Regions from separate parts of the Rattus norvegicus genome. Here regions 2 and 3 are each linked to region 1. Evidence: chromatin contacts called from public Hi-C data. All regions are on one chromosome and are shown on one strand. The core of a region is the stretch at or near the end of the contact, and the rest is flanking DNA. Distances in the headings are between cores, read along the strand shown.

The links. A called contact is a pair of places that touch in the nucleus more often than the background predicts.
Region 2: a Hi-C map of liver shows a contact between it and region 1, with 2.4 times the contacts expected there. The contact joins two enhancer-like sites. A contact is called at or near these places in 8 of 12 Hi-C or Micro-C datasets (the A7r5 cell line, Schwann cells, hepatocytes and 4 more) and 1 of 1 datasets of contacts at active chromatin or transcription factors (oligodendrocytes).
Region 3: a contact with region 1 is called in a Hi-C map of liver, with 4 times the contacts expected there. The contact joins two enhancer-like sites. A contact is called at or near these places in 7 of 12 Hi-C or Micro-C datasets (the A7r5 cell line, Schwann cells, frontal cortex and 3 more).

What each region holds. Positions count from the first base shown.
Region 1 is chr10:17,050,912-17,055,830 of GRCr8, forward strand. Ergic1 (endoplasmic reticulum-golgi intermediate compartment 1) reads right to left here. Exons shown (of 10, transcript NM_001398572.1): 8 at 2,615-2,715. Among named protein-coding and RNA genes, the nearest start is that of Rpl26l1, 24 kb to the left of the region's middle. Within about 2 kb of position 2,605, at least 3 of the 93 cell types and tissues checked have an H3K27ac peak or open chromatin away from gene starts, as enhancers often do. A contact at or near this core is called in liver, where this site is marked.
Region 2 is chr10:17,207,140-17,212,058 of GRCr8, forward strand. No RefSeq gene overlaps it. Among named protein-coding and RNA genes, the nearest start is that of Dusp1, 25 kb to the left of the region's middle. Within about 2 kb of position 3,007, at least 14 of the 93 cell types and tissues checked have an H3K27ac peak or open chromatin away from gene starts, as enhancers often do. A contact at or near this core is called in liver, where this site is marked.
Region 3 is chr10:17,187,992-17,192,910 of GRCr8, forward strand. No RefSeq gene overlaps it. Among named protein-coding and RNA genes, the nearest start is that of Dusp1, 5.6 kb to the left of the region's middle. Within about 2 kb of position 2,215, at least 65 of the 93 cell types and tissues checked have an H3K27ac peak or open chromatin away from gene starts, as enhancers often do. A contact at or near this core is called in liver, where this site is marked.

The sequences.
Region 1 (4,919 bases), core at 1,355-3,854:
GTTACAAGCGGAACCGGCCTCAGGTGGGTGAACATGGACTGCAGAGGGTGTCCAGGCAGCCTCCTCTCAGGAGGCCCTGGACAGGCAGCACAGTGGGGGTACGCTGGGTCCCTGCAGCTATGGGAAACAGACCACGTAACTTAGACGTGGAGCTAAAACGGAGCACAAGTCTGAGGGTGACATGGAAGAGGGAAATGGGCTTTGTACTTGGTCTGAGCCTTTCCTCCTTGAAGTCCCAGCCACGGGAAATCTACTCATTCATTCTGTTGGCCACCGCTGATGTTCTGAGATTCCTGGGGGGACGAAGCTCCTTCCCTAGGGGAGTCACAGGCTGGCGGATGAAGACATCACATCACTAGCTTCCAACAGTGTTCATGTAGGGAGGTGGGGCTTGGGTGCTCAGTGGGCCATACATGAGCCAGTTCTGTCAGAGGGATCTCAAGGCTCACCGAGAAAGGGCCATTCTAAGCCACACCTGCCTGGCATGTGAGCAAGTGTGTGTGAGCTTGCCCACGAAGCAGGGCCAGCACAGAGAACTGGAAAGGTGGTGCTCTACCTGCCATGGCTCCTAAGAATGCACACGGCAATGGCTAAATGACCACCATGGAGCTAAAGTGATGGTTATCTTTGGGCCAGTTTTATCCTCTCCTGGAGGGCTTGGCTTTTGCCATCTCCACCCCAGGGATCTGAGCTGATGACCCTCAGGACCTTTGGAGTACTTCAGGGTCCTGAGAAGCTTTGAGCTCACCTCCCTTGTTTACAACAAGTAGAAATGGATGCAAGGGTCCCCAGGCCCAACCCTCTGTCCCCGGCACTGGTCTTGAGCAGCCGGACCGACCCCATGCATACCACTGGGTCCTAGCCTACTGGACACCAACTGCCATCCATAGGACAGGCTGGGACCAAAGCCACAGAGAATGCTGAGTGAGCCGGTTCAGCCACTGGCCCCCTGCCAAGCCTCGATGGAAGAAGCCTGCAGCAGACACATCTAGCAGCAGTAGGCACCAGCCTTCTTAGTGGGCCAAGCGCTTTCTGAAAACATTGCTTCATTTGACAGCAATCTTGTGAAGTAACTACCATGGACATATTACAAACAAGGACATATGACTGAGCTGGGATGGGGCTGTGTGGTCCAGGGCCCCCCTACTTCCTGCTTATGTGTGGCAGCACTGGGGGTGCGGGGTTATAATGAATACAGTGGTTTAAATATGCTGCCCAAAAAGCCACATGCATTTGCTGCAGTGCTGGGGCTGAGCCCGAGCCCAGAGCCCTGCATGTAAGGCAGGTGTACCACGGCTATTCTCCATCTAAATTTACACAGTTCCTTTTTGTACATCAAGGGACTGAACCCGTAAGTACTCATTGGTGGTAACTGGAGGTGGTAATGGGAGGTGAGTTAGACGAGGCCATGAGGGTAAGTGGCAACAGTAGCATTGACTCTCCTGTAAGAAGAGAAAGGTGGTCCTAAGCTTGTAGGACCTGCCCTGCCCTCCACTGGATAGCACAGTGAGGCTTACCACAGGCTGGGGTCAATCTCTTTGACTTCCTCTTTCCCCACCCATGAGATAAGTCAACTTCTATTCCTTATTTACCTACTCTTAGGATTTTATTATGTTTCGGGAAAGTAGGACAGACACCGTCCAAAATAGTAAATGTAAGCAGTAAGACTTCCCGGAGAGAGTTATGGATCAAAGGGAATCAGAGCACAGGGACCCATCATCAAGAGGCTCCCCAAGTGGGCAGGCCTGGGCAACGTCTATTCAGACTGAGTGGGTGAGCGATCGGGGGGCTCTGGAACCCCAGAGGAACCTGGTTCCAATCCCTAGACTGCAACTGTACAGCTCTGCGAGTGCCTGTCCCTCGGTGACCAATGCGTAAAATGGGCAGGACAGCTGCTCCCATACCAGGGCAGCCATGGTGACTGACAGTGGTGATGGAGGCAGGGAGCTGGACGTGTCTAGCTCCTAAGTACTCGATACAACAATGCCCACCTCAACTATGATGATAGCAAACTGAGCTAAACACCCATCAAATACTGAGGGGGTCTGGGTGGCCCTGCGACAGCAGAAGCAGGAGTCTCGTGGTAAACAGGGGAACATACTCCAAGCATTTGTGTTCCACTGGCACAAGCCATGGTTTCGGGAGAGGCCCAAGTCACCGACTGCTGTGCCTTCTCATTTCACTGGCTTGGATGTCCCTTGGCTTCCCGTAAGACCTGTGTGTCTCTTGAAGTGTTGGGGTCCTGGAACATCCTCAGTCAATCCCGATTGGATTCCCTGCCTGATTCGAAGTATCTACCGTGTGCTGATCAATAGGAGCCTGAAGAAACTGGGACCAGAAGATAACAGAGCTGGGATGTTTAGGGACGGTCCTCTGCCTATTTCAAACGGACCTTATCTCCTTGTTAGAGTTTCTTACCTGGACCTCGAGGCCACTACCACGGCAAGAACTGGTATTTCATCGTTACCTAGAGTAGAGAATGAGCCTGGTAGGACGGCCTACTCCCTGCCCCACTCCTGTGAAATTCCTTTCAGCAGAAGTGTGGGGCATCGCCTATGCCCTCGGCCAGCAGAGGGCGCAATTGCAATGCTCAGCCCGTTCAGGGCCCACTCACCTTGTTGGCCACGGTGTACTGGTAGGAGTAGCGCTGCTTGCCACTCTTGTCCTCATACACCGTGGGCACGATCTTCAAGATGTAATCGTGGGAGGCCAGGGCTGCAGGGAGCACAAGGAAAGATGAAACGGGGGGGGGAGTGTCACCACCTAGCAGGTGGTTCTGCCTGTAACCCCAAGTTCAAGTCCTCTTGGCACTGCAGGGTCCTCTCCCCTCTTTCTCTTTGGAATGCCACTTGCCAGAATCGTTAGATCTGCATTTCATAATATATAAGACTCTGAGCCACACACTTACAGATGGGGCAGCCATTAATGAGGGGTGCCGAGAAGGCATTTTCTCTGAGATCCAAGTCAAGGATCAGCCTGCTCCCGTAAATTAGGGGCCAGGGAGAGCATCCTCTTTAATATGTGGACACAAAGAATTATCTAGAAAGATCTCCAGGAAGTGAAGCAGCTTCTGTTTCTTCCTTACCTAGACTAGAGAGACTGGTAAAATGATATCTCCCCCACCCCACCCACACACCACCACCTCTGCCCCATGAAATTTTCCAGGAAGACAGGAGGGATTCGAGAAAGGCCCCATCATTTCATTGTGGGTGTTGTCTGCAAGCTTTTTACTTTTAAAATAATCTTGGCTCTGGGCTTTAGGAAGAAAAATGAAAAGAATGCCCCAGAAAGAACTAGGTAAGAACTGATCGATCCCTGAGGGCTGGGGTCCTAGCTCAGTGGCCAGGCACCTGCCTGGCATAAACATGGCCTTGGCCTCAGTCCCAGTGCTGTAAAAGCAAACAACAAAATCTGGTCCATGTCTTTCCTCTTTCTCAATAAACTGCTGATCCTTCAGCCCTGTAATATTTTAACACAACCCTTTTACCCAGTGCTACCCCCACCTATCTCCACCCAGCCTGGATGGCGGGAAGATGCTGAGTCTTACCCCCTGTCCCCAGATCCAGCATGGAGCCTGGGACAGGGCAGACGGTGGCATCCTGCTGAATGAAGGAACTGGAAAAAGGGTGAATGGATCAATCAGCTACTGATAAGCATGAGCCAATTGGAACAAGAGTGGCCTCAGCCTCCCACACAAGGACTGAGGTCCCTCTTATTCCTTCTAGAACCTTGGACTAGGAACCACGGAGCTAAAAGAACATGGGGATTTAGTCTTGTGGGTTCTAATCCCGGTCTCTGCAGATCAGATTTAGATTTAGATTCCTGTGTCAGAGTGGTGAGCATGGAGAGAATATTCCAGCCCTGACTAGTTCTGACCCTGCTGTCTCCTCAGGAAAGGGCGGCACTCCTGGAATGGAGGAAAACTGGGGAGAGCCCTGTAGCCTTTAAGCTAAGCCCAGGGGGACCTAACACCTCCTGTTCACGCCCACAATGGCTCTCAGAGTTCTGAGCTCTACAGTCACATGGGATTAAAGGCTGATCCTGGTTCTCTTCCCTGGAGATGGGCTCACATCTATACCAAAGCTAGGAGACCAAAGATCACCTCGAAGTACGTGTCTCAAATTCCCACTATCCGAGGATAAAACCTGAGGAAAGGAAGGTCTTAGCAAAAATCACAACTCTAAAATTTGTTGTTATTTATAAAAAACATTGGTAGTCACAAATGAACAATGACAAAAAGAGAGGGAGAGCCATCCTCATGTCTACTGTGTACCGAGAACCAGTTCACATCTCTACCTCAGTAGAAACATGCCAGACGGATGACCTCACAGAATCACAGGGGGTCTGCCTCAGGACCAGGTATTGTGAACACCTTTCCAAGTTAGAGCAGAAAGGAGGCCTGAAGGGGTTGCTGGCTTCATTCACTCACACCCCTGTGTCTAGAACTTGGTACCGTGCTTAATCAATATGCATTCAGTGTCTGACTGACTGCCAAACAGTCGGTCCTGAGCCATCATGACCAGCAGCTGCCCACATTCCAAGATGCAGGTCCCTACCACATCTAGGGCTAACACGAATGCTTCTTCAAAGTGATCCAGTGAACATTAGTTTCCTCAGCATACTGTGTGTGTGTATGCACACACATGCTGTGGGCATGTGCAAGAATGGAGGTACGAGTATGTGCTCTTTGGCCCTGAGTAGAGATTCAGCACTCTCTAAGGAACCAGTGGCTGACAGGAAGGGTTTGAGCAGGAGGGGAGGAGCCAGCCGGTTTCTCCCACTGGCCACTTATGGAGTTGGTTCTCACAGAGTGGACTCTGGTTCTGTTAATGCTTTATAGGATCCAGGTGACTGCCTCCACTCAGGACAATGGCCAAACAGCGATTAGTACAGTGACAGGAGTTGTCAGAGCTTGCAAT
Region 2 (4,919 bases), core at 1,757-4,256, 160 kb after region 1:
ACCCAGTTTGCAGGCAAGAAACCTGCAGGCTTACTCAACTAACTGTGTGCAGAAGTTGGTGTTCTTTCTGCAAAGGTTCTATATAGCCTGCTCCGGAGAACGAGGAGATTGGGGCTGGCCTCACTGCCCCATTGGCTTAAGCACCTTCTATGCTTCAAGTGAAGCCAGTGCATAGAGAAAACACCTTCTGGTCAACCTTCCCCCAAGGCTGCTTTAATAAGCACTTGTGTTTAGTGTTTGCTTTATTCCTACCTCACCACAGCAATGGAACCTTCCGGAGGTATGTTGACTAGCTTTTTGTCCACTGGACACAGGCCAGGGTCATCTGGGAAGAGGGAATCAGGATAGAAAACGTATAGCTTCTGTCAGATTGCCTTGTAGGCGAGTCTGTGGAGGCATTTTCTTGATTAAAGATCAATGGGGAAGGTCTCAGCCCACTGTGGGTGGTACCACCCCTAGGTATATAAGAAAGCAGATCGAGCAAGCCACGAGGAGCAAGCCAGTAAGCAGCCCCCTCTGTGGCTCCTGCATCAGCTCCTGCCTCCAGGTTCCCTCCTTGATGGTCCGTGAGCTGTAAGACGAAACACATTGTTCCCTCTCTAAGTTGTGGTCGGTCATCGAGTTTGTCACAGCAACAGAGACCAAACTAGGGCAAGAGGTATAAGCTCACAGAGGTATATGCACTGGCTTCACTTTAAGCAAAGAAGGTGCTTAAGCCAATGGGGCAGTGAGGCCAGTGACCCAGACTGATGCTTTCCAGACCCACAGGGCAGGATTTGAACTGGTTTGGGGATTAAATTTTAAAAATCAAGTGTTTACTAAAAAAAAAAAAAAAAAAAAAAAGGCACACAAACAAACCACAACAAACCCATGTGGTTCCTGGTAAATTTTTGTTAATTTGTACTTCACCGTTCCCCTGAAGTCTTAGGTTCATATTTGTTTCCTCATTTCAAAACTTTCACCACCATTGTCGTCGTCGTCGTCATCGTCATTTTTTTATTTTTTTATTTTTTGGTATTTAGAAGCTGGGTCTCACTATGCAAGCCTGGAACTCACTATGTAGACTAGGCTGACCTTAAACTCAGGGAGCTGCTTGCCTCTGTCTCCAGACTGAAGACATGCTCCACCAACATTTTTTTTTAAAGATTTATTTATTATATGTAAGTACACTGTAGCTGTCTTCAGACACACCAGAAGAGGACATCAGATCCCATTACAGATGGTTGTGAGCCACCATGTGGTTGCTGGGACTTGAACTCAGGACCTCAGGAAGAGCAGTCAGTGCTCTTAACCGCTGAGCCATCTCTTCAGCCCCCTCCACCAACATTTTACATCAGTTACGTTTTATACTACTGTGAACATCAGCAGCAGCAGCAGCAGCAGCAGCAGCAGCAGCAGCAGCAGCAGCAGCAGCAACGATGACAACAATAACAACGACGACGACGACAACAATGATAAAAAGCAAAAGAACTGTTAATTAAATCCTGGCCTTTGGCTGGGATAATTTCTTTCCGTTCACACTTTTATAAGAGAGATGGAGGTGGGGGAGGGAGGAGGAGAGGGAGAGGGAGAGAAATATTGATTTACTTATTTGATTTTTACATTATTGAGTGTTTCCTCTGCATGTGTGTATGTGCACCACATGTATGCCTGGTGCCAACACAGATCAGAAGAGTGTGCCGGGTCTACCAGATGGCTGTGAGGTGCCGTGTGTGTGTGTGTGTGTGTGTGTGTGTGTGTGTGTGTGTGTGTGTGTGTGTGTGTGTGTGTGTGTGACCTGCAGAGCCCTCTCTCCAGCCCCTGGGCTTGTTTCCTTAAGCTTTGAATGAATCACAATGGTAAAAATCGTCGGAAATGTTTAGCACTTGATTTAAATGCAAGTGTCAAGTGCCAACAGCCACAGTATCCACTGTCCTTTTGCTAGGAGAGAGGGACTTTCCTGCCAGCCAGTGCCCTCCTGCAGTAAGAGGATGGATGCCTCTCCTGCTCCCCTCGACTTGTCTCTTCTCTATCCAGCAGCCAGAGCTTTGAGAAAGAGAAGCTAGAGCAGACCCTGCTGCCCACCTGTGACTCCCTAAGGCTTCTGTACACAGAAGCTCAAGAAGACCCGGCCGTTCCTGAAGATGCTCCCCCGAGGCTGAATCCCAGCCTGCTCTGCTCTGGTGGTCTTCCTTGCCTCTAGCTGGCCACCATCACTGGTTCTCTTCCAGGCCCATTCCAGACACCACCCTCTCCCTAGACCTTAGCTAGGCTGGAAGTTCTGAGTTCAGATGCTTTGGGGATGGGGGCAGGAGAATCATCCTAGGACTGTACAGAGATCAAGTCGACCCATGCAGCACAGTGTCTCCATAGAGCCTGAGCAACCCTCCTCTATTCTTTAAACCAGCTCTGCAAGACACACCACCCCTAACTCACTGCACATGTGTGGCAGATACCACACTGTATCGATGACGGAATGATGGTAAGAAAGACACATGTTTTCAGTATAGACGTAATTATTTTCGGAGGCAGCCTCTCTCACTCTTGTAGTCCAGGCTAGCCTCAAACTTGTCATCTTCCTGCCTCTACCTCCCCAGTGCTAGTATCGCAGGTATGGGCTACCTGCTTGACTCAGACACAGTTTAAAAAATCTACAGTTGACTGGGCCTGTGTGTGTAGCCACAGTGGTGCAGCCAGTGGGCAGTAACAGTGACTTTGATGTTTATTTGTCTGGGGTTCCTACATTTTTTGAGTCGTTTTGTTTTGTTTTCTACCTTCCCAAGAACTCTTTTGGGCACTTCTTCGTCATTGGATGTCTGGCAATGAGGAGGCTGAGGATGCTTGCTGGTGTGTGTAAGTGTAGCCCAGGTATAGCAAGCCCATCGTCCCTGAGCAGCTGAAGGCCTCAGCTCCCCCTGCTCCTGGGTTGGCACTGAAACCTGAACACAACTGGCTGGGTTAGTCACCCTCTGTGCCTGGCAACGCTGGCAGCGAAGGCGTCTGTGCCCAAACACACCACAACAGGCCCACGTCACTAGGTTCCTGAGGCAGCCCAGGCATTTGGAGCTGGCTTTCCTGAGCAGAGAGGGGCTGGGGGAGGGGCCATGGCTGGCATGGACAAGGGGGCAAAGGGCAACGGACAGGGTCACCCAGACTGGAGACAGGCATCAGCCAGCAATATGGGGCTTCTAGGGTCCAGCATGAGTCTTGAGAAAAGCTGCCTCGCAGAATAGGCTCAAGACTGTTGAAAAACAGAAATGCCATTGGCAAACCAGAGCCACCACTGGATTGTGAAACCAGCCTCTCTGTGGGCGCCTCCTTGGAAAGGGGGAATTCTCTAATTTCTTTCTTTTGGGTTTTATAACAGCTTCATTGAAAAAATTCACATGCCACATCATTCGCCCATGTAGAACGCAAGGTTCAGTGGGTTTCCATGTATTCACAGCTGTACTGGCCGGTCTATTGGCGATCGCTACGCTCCTCCTACACAGCCCCTGCCCACATCCCTCTCCTGGCCTTAGGCAGTGGGAATCTACCCTCCCTCTCTGGGGCTTGCCTATCCAGGACATTTCATAGAAATAAGCTTTCATAATATGGGGTCTTCAGGGGTGGGTTTCCTCAAATCTCTCTCTTGTCCAAGGTTCATACATGCTGTAGTATGTGTGGATGCTTTATTAACAATCATTATTTGTGATAGAATGGTAATATCCTATTACATGGCTGTGCACACACTGTTCCTCTCTGACTGATGCTGCCTCCGGGCTCTTTCCACTTGAGCTCCGATGAATCATGTCACCATGACCGTTCATGTTCAAGTCTTCATGTGGTTTCGTGTTCTCATTTCCCTTGGCTGCGCACCTAGGAGCCCAGTCAACTTTTAAGTTTCTTTTAAAGGGAAAAATAAGCTCCCCAAGTCAAACTATGCACCGTGCAGAGTGGATTAAAATGCCAGCATGGTTATTGCTAGGACACGTGACCTTGGTGAAAGCAACAGCTGGGCCTGGAACATGCTAGAAGCTCAGTGAACAGAGGCCCAGACTTTCATTCTCATGTCCTCAGGGAAAGGTCCAGGGGTAGGAATGTCCTGACAGCAAATCTCTCTCCCTCACTCCTTCATTCATCCAATAGGTGCCTCAGGCTGCCGAGGGTACTTAGGTGCTGTCTGGGTGTCCTAGACACAGATGGAGAAGCCCACTCACCCCACACATCAGGAGCTCAGTCTAGAGGGGAAGACAAACATGAAACCCTTACATTGTGACCCAGAAGGAAGCAATGACATCCTTTCCCCTTACCCTGGGCATTTCCTTCTTGAAATACCTCACATGTGATGTCTCGTCCCCAGGACAAAGGGGACAGAGGGAAATGACTGTTCAGGGGACCTTGGACCTTCAAGGCCTATTCTTGGGGTTTCCTACTCTTCTCTTTTATATATTGAGGACTTAACTCACTTCTGGAGTAAAAAGCCCCGTGTCCTCTGCCCTTTATCATTGATCTATTTCCCATAGTCCCACAGTCCTCCTGAGCTCTGTCCAAGTAGAGCCGGGAGCCTAGATTGCAGAAATGAGCAAAGTTGTTCTATCTACTTTGACCTGGCAGGTAGACCGCAGTGCCACTGGCAACGCAGGGCAGGGTATGGTGGGCACCAGAGACATCCTTAGGGTCCTGCATGGAGTGTGCCCCTCAGCTACTCCCAGCATGCTCTCTGGTCACAGTTGCAGTGACATCTTTTCTTTTTCTTTTTTCTATTTTTTTTATTTTTCGGAGCTGGGGACCGAACCCAGGGCCTTGCGTTTGCTAGGCAAGCGCTCTACCACTGAGCTAAATCCCCAACCCTTGACATCTTTATTTTTAAAGGCGGTGTTTACATTTATATATGTCCTCTACCAGATTCCAACTCCTCACACAGGGACACAGAGTGCTTCCCAGTCTCTCAGGACAGT
Region 3 (4,919 bases), core at 965-3,464, 140 kb after region 1:
GCATAGGAGTAGCCTGCTCTCAGAGAGGCTCAGGTGCTGTGCAGATGAGGATGGGAGGCCCGAAGTAGCTGAGCAGCTAAAGTAGGGAATTGGGAGCTGTAGTTTGCTTTCTAATTCTATGACCTCTAAACTTTGTCGCTTATCTATATCATGCGTGTGTGTGTGTGTGTGTGTGTGTGTGAGTGTGTGTGTGTGTGTGTGCCTCGAACAAGGCTTTTACATCTTTAAAAATAATGCATCAAATAAAAAGTCCATGCTCTGTATGCGTGTACATGGAAGAAATCACCTGCACTCCCTCTGCTAGTTTTTGGAGGGTTTGCACACGGACTTCTGCATAGAAACGTCGTTTTTTTTGGCAGCTGTCTCCTTCAGGTCGCTTGCTGCTCTCCGAGACTGTGTTAAAGAGACAGCAATTAAGTCACACTTGCTGTAGGGAAAACTGATTTTCACTAGTGTCAGCAGACTAACGCTGAGAAGGTATAGTTCACTACCGAGCCACAACCCGATCTGCAATATCAAATGAAATAACAGCAAAGACATTGGGTCCCCAGTCTCTGGTTGCCTGCTCTTGGGTGCCATGCCCTTGGGTGCCTGCTCTCAGGTTACAGGCCCCTGAGTGCCTGCTCTTCTGTGGACTAAGTGCCGTGTGAAGTGGAAAAGGAAGCGACCTCGACTGGTGCCATGGTCCTCACCCAGCCCCATTGTTCAAGTCTTGACACAGAATCTGCCCTTGACCTCCCCCACTCCCCTGCCACGTGACATCCAGGTCTGAAGATCCTTGTGTTCTAAGACAGAAGAACTTGTCCAGGGCTGGCAAGCTCATATCCTTGGCTGGGTTTGGGGTGAGTGGATGAATGCTTTTCAAAACAAACAGCGTTTTTTGTTGTTGTTGTTGTTGTTGTTTTTTTATCAAGCCTAGATATTTGCCTTTGCGAGTTGTCCCCTTCGTGGAAAGGTACCACGGGGTCACTATTCCGTGGCAGATGCGGGGACTGCCTTTCCCGTGGGCCTGGGCCTCTGCTTTTTTGACTTGGCAGTCACTGGTTAAACCCAAATTAATCTCAAGTGTGAGCTAGTCAACGGAAAAGTACAGAGGCAGCCTCGGGGAGCCGCCAGTGAAAACAGTTGTGTCTCTTCACAGCCCAGACCAGGAGCAGTCCCTCTCATGGGTCACCTTTGCTTAGACGCTCCAGAAAACATCATGCTTGAGACGGAAGTCAGCATCTCAGGATTAAAAGAGACTGTTAAGACGTTTGTTTCCCAGAGACAATTGGCAGAGACACAACAACGTTTAAGACTCTTGTGACAGTCACAGCTGTCACAAGTTAAGGGGCTGCCACTGAGTTCTGGGGTCCGTTGAGGGTTTTGCCTGTGTTCACGATCTCTAACATCATGTCTGTTTTCCTGAGGAAGAGACAGGGCAGCTGAATCAGTGTCCCAGTTATTAGGTGGTCTTGCAGAGACTGGAGTCGCAGTGAAGCTTGATCCAAGATAGCTCGAGGGAGCAGCTAAACCCATGTTTTCTAGCCAGCTGTGTTCCCCACTATGCCAGACCTTTTGGGTAGGAATGCTCTACCCCTCAAGGCCTCAGTTTCCTCCTCTGTGTAACAAAGGCAATAAAAGCTGCTTCAGTGATTGGCATATTGACTGAGCTGTGGTGCAACAATTGGATCCCCTCATCCCCAGTGAGGTCTAGTTTTCCCACCCTGTGAAATGACCGGTTTGCCCTGGATCTGAAGAGCCGGTTTCATCCTGGCTCTTTAATTCCAGGCTGTGGAAAAGGCATAGATGACGGTCCTGTGCTCTCCTGTAGTTTCCAGGCATCCATCGGATGAGACTTCAGCCCCCACCGCCTCCTCAACATCCTCTCCTTACTTTCCGGGGACTTTGCAACTCTTTGCAGCTCTCCTGTTTTGCACTAGCAGTCTCTGGCATCCATTCCCCCCCCCCCCCCCCCCGCCTCCCATCTCAGCTTATCCAGAATGACATCATGGTGCCTACACCTTTAAGATTATATAAATCTGTGATCCCGCAATGGCCTCCATCCCCATGGTAACACTGAGGAGTTTCCCTTTTGTGAGGAAAGCTGTCATGTCACTTCCTGATGCTGACAAGTCAGTTTGGGAGATTAAAACGAAGTGGGGGGCGGGGTGCCTCTGAGAAGTTCTGGCTGCTTGGTTTCTGTTGCTGTATACAGAGGCAAACACTGTCAGCCGGCTGGCCCCGCCTGCCGCCTGCCGTGTTGGAGCTGGCTTTCCCACACCCCCTAGCGGGGTGGATCCCAGTCACCTGGGGCTGTTTGTCTCCAAAGGCTGCATTCTGGGTAGCTGGTAGGAGGGCTGCCCACCTCTGGGGACTTTTTTTTTTCCTGGTGCTGTGCTGGGCAAGTTTGTTCAAGAACAGTCTGGTTGAGTGCAGCCTGGGCTCCCTCCTGTGTGTCAGCTCAGCGCTGGGTTTGTTCTCCGAAGAACAAAGGGTCCTCAAGGTATTGGCCTTGAGTGTTGTATTGCATAGAAGTTCTGTTCAGGAAAGTACCTTAAAACCCCCATCTTCTAATGAGTTTCTAAAACTAAGAGCCAGTCCCACTCCTTCCTCGCCTCCTTCATTGATCAACCAGGCAATAAGTATCCATGACTCCATGCCCTCTGTTTGGGGAAAGACAAAGCACTCGCTGGTAAGGGGCCCGCAAACCGGAATGTGTGTAAATAAGACTGTGGGATATGGATGGAACCATGAAGGTGGGTTAGTAATAGAGAATATTCCAGGCTAGTCAGCCTGGTTAGTCAGGCACGGGTTACTCAGAGGGGTCACCAGCCACATCGAGACCTGAATGGTGAGCTGGGAAAAGGGTTTCAGCCCAGAGGGCAGCAAAACCTGAGGCTTGAATGGTCCCTTAGTGGACAGGGCATAGTACACTTGAGTCAGTCAGACCCGTGTTTGAGTCCCAGATTTTGACAGTGGCTTGTCAAACTCTTGAAGTCTCAGTTTCTCCATCTTTTTTTTTTTTTGGTTCTTTTTTTTCGGAGCTGGGGACCGAACCCAGGGCCTTGCGCTTCCTAGGTAAGCGCTCTACCACTGAGCTAAATCCCCAGCCCCCAGTTTCCCCATCTTTAATGTGGTCCAATTGCCTCTTACTCTAAAGGTGGTTTTGATTCATGGCTTAACTTAATGAAAAAGCACATTATCGAGCTTGTGAGTCAGCTGGTCCCCATTCTGTCACAGCATTGATGCCCCTCCCTGAGCAGAGTGCCCTGGCAGAGGGAAGCAGGGGTGAGCTGTCCTGCTGCTGTCGTGACGCCAGCCTGCATTCACATAATGCCTGTCACTCAGCTTTGCCAGAAGAAGTGGCCTTGCTCTGAGATCACCCCGCCCTGCCCCACTGACCTAGGCCCGCTCAGAGACAGTTTCCTCATCCGTAAGAAGCACCTGAAGTGTCACCCAGCTTCCTTTCCTGTTCGACTCCTAGGTCTAACTCCCCTCCATCCTCAAGGCCAGGAACCTTGAAGTCCTGGGCTTCCTTCAGGCTGGTCTCAGAAAGTACAACTTAGAAGGCAGGTGTTTCTAAAGATGGCCCAGCGAGGGGACCTTTGAAAAGTGAATTGGTGTGATGGCTATGTTTTGATCCTCCTGAGAATGGGCTTCCCTAAAGAGTCTATGGAAGGAAGGTACCACCTGCCCCCAACTCCCAGGCCTGTCCTTGCTGTGCTCTGGACCACACCGTAAAGATGGGATTATAAATCACCACGACAACAGGCATCAGTCATTCATTCATCCCTTCAGTAAGTACGTACTAGTACTGATGGTTCTCCTTAAGCTTTCAAAGGATTAAGAAATGAGAAGGAATTCTGGAATTGATCTACCAGCTGGTATCTGACTGACCATGGAACACGTCTTTCCTCAAGGTCTCAGTCCTGGTATCTCTATAGGAGAGTCGCCAGGGATTCGCTTCGGGTGGGTGCTAAGCAGACGTGGACTTGTGGAGAGTGTCACACATTAGCCCCTTTGACCGGTCCTGTTGTTAATGGCCGGTGAGAAAAAGATAGAGTATAGGAAGGCACACTGACAGTCTCCAACTTTAACCTCTGTTCTAGGTGTTTGTCTAGATGTAGACGAAAGTACCAGTAGCTCCCTAGAAATAGTCACGCGCCTAAGAGGTGCCCAAACCCAGCAATTCCAAATGCACACCTGGGATTTGCCCCTAAGCCAGGCTCTGTCTGCAGGGCATCCTGCCTGGGACGACAGAGGCTCATGACATACTTAATTCAACAGCAAACTGAGACGGGGCTATCTTCAAAACATAAAAATCCCAAATAAACCAATCCTATCACTTCTAAAATGGCCTGTGTGGCGTGGCGTGGCATGGCTACCCTTGACCTTGCCTGAGTTGCGGAAGTAACCTGAGCTGTTTCCTGGGTTGTTCAGCCCAACTGTAAACACCCAGCTGGAAGTGAAGCTGGTCTCTGCCCCAGTTCCTGTCCCTGCAAACGTTTTTCTTCACCTTCCTTACTTTTTTTTTTAAACTTTTGGTTACTTTTGTCCTATGTTGGGCACCAGAATGTTGTGATAAATATTATTTGGGGGTTTCTATTCCACTTTGGATCATTTAATTCTCAAAGGCACAAAACCTTTATAATTATAATAATCCTTAAAGCATGAGAGCTGGGCAGATATGAACCCTCTAAGATATTTTCTCTACTTCCCATCAGTAACCCTGAGATATCGCTCACCATGTTCCGCCTGGGCTGTTCCTATTCCCACAGGTCAGCCCTCGTGGTCATGAGGACACGATCCATCTACCCATGTCCACTTCCTCCTTCCTCCTCCTCTCTCTTTCCCTCCCTAGTGGTCTCTGCCTGGGACCCCCAAGCCTTGGAATCAAAGCCCCGCCTACCTCTCTTCTGCCCAACAACAGACTGTAG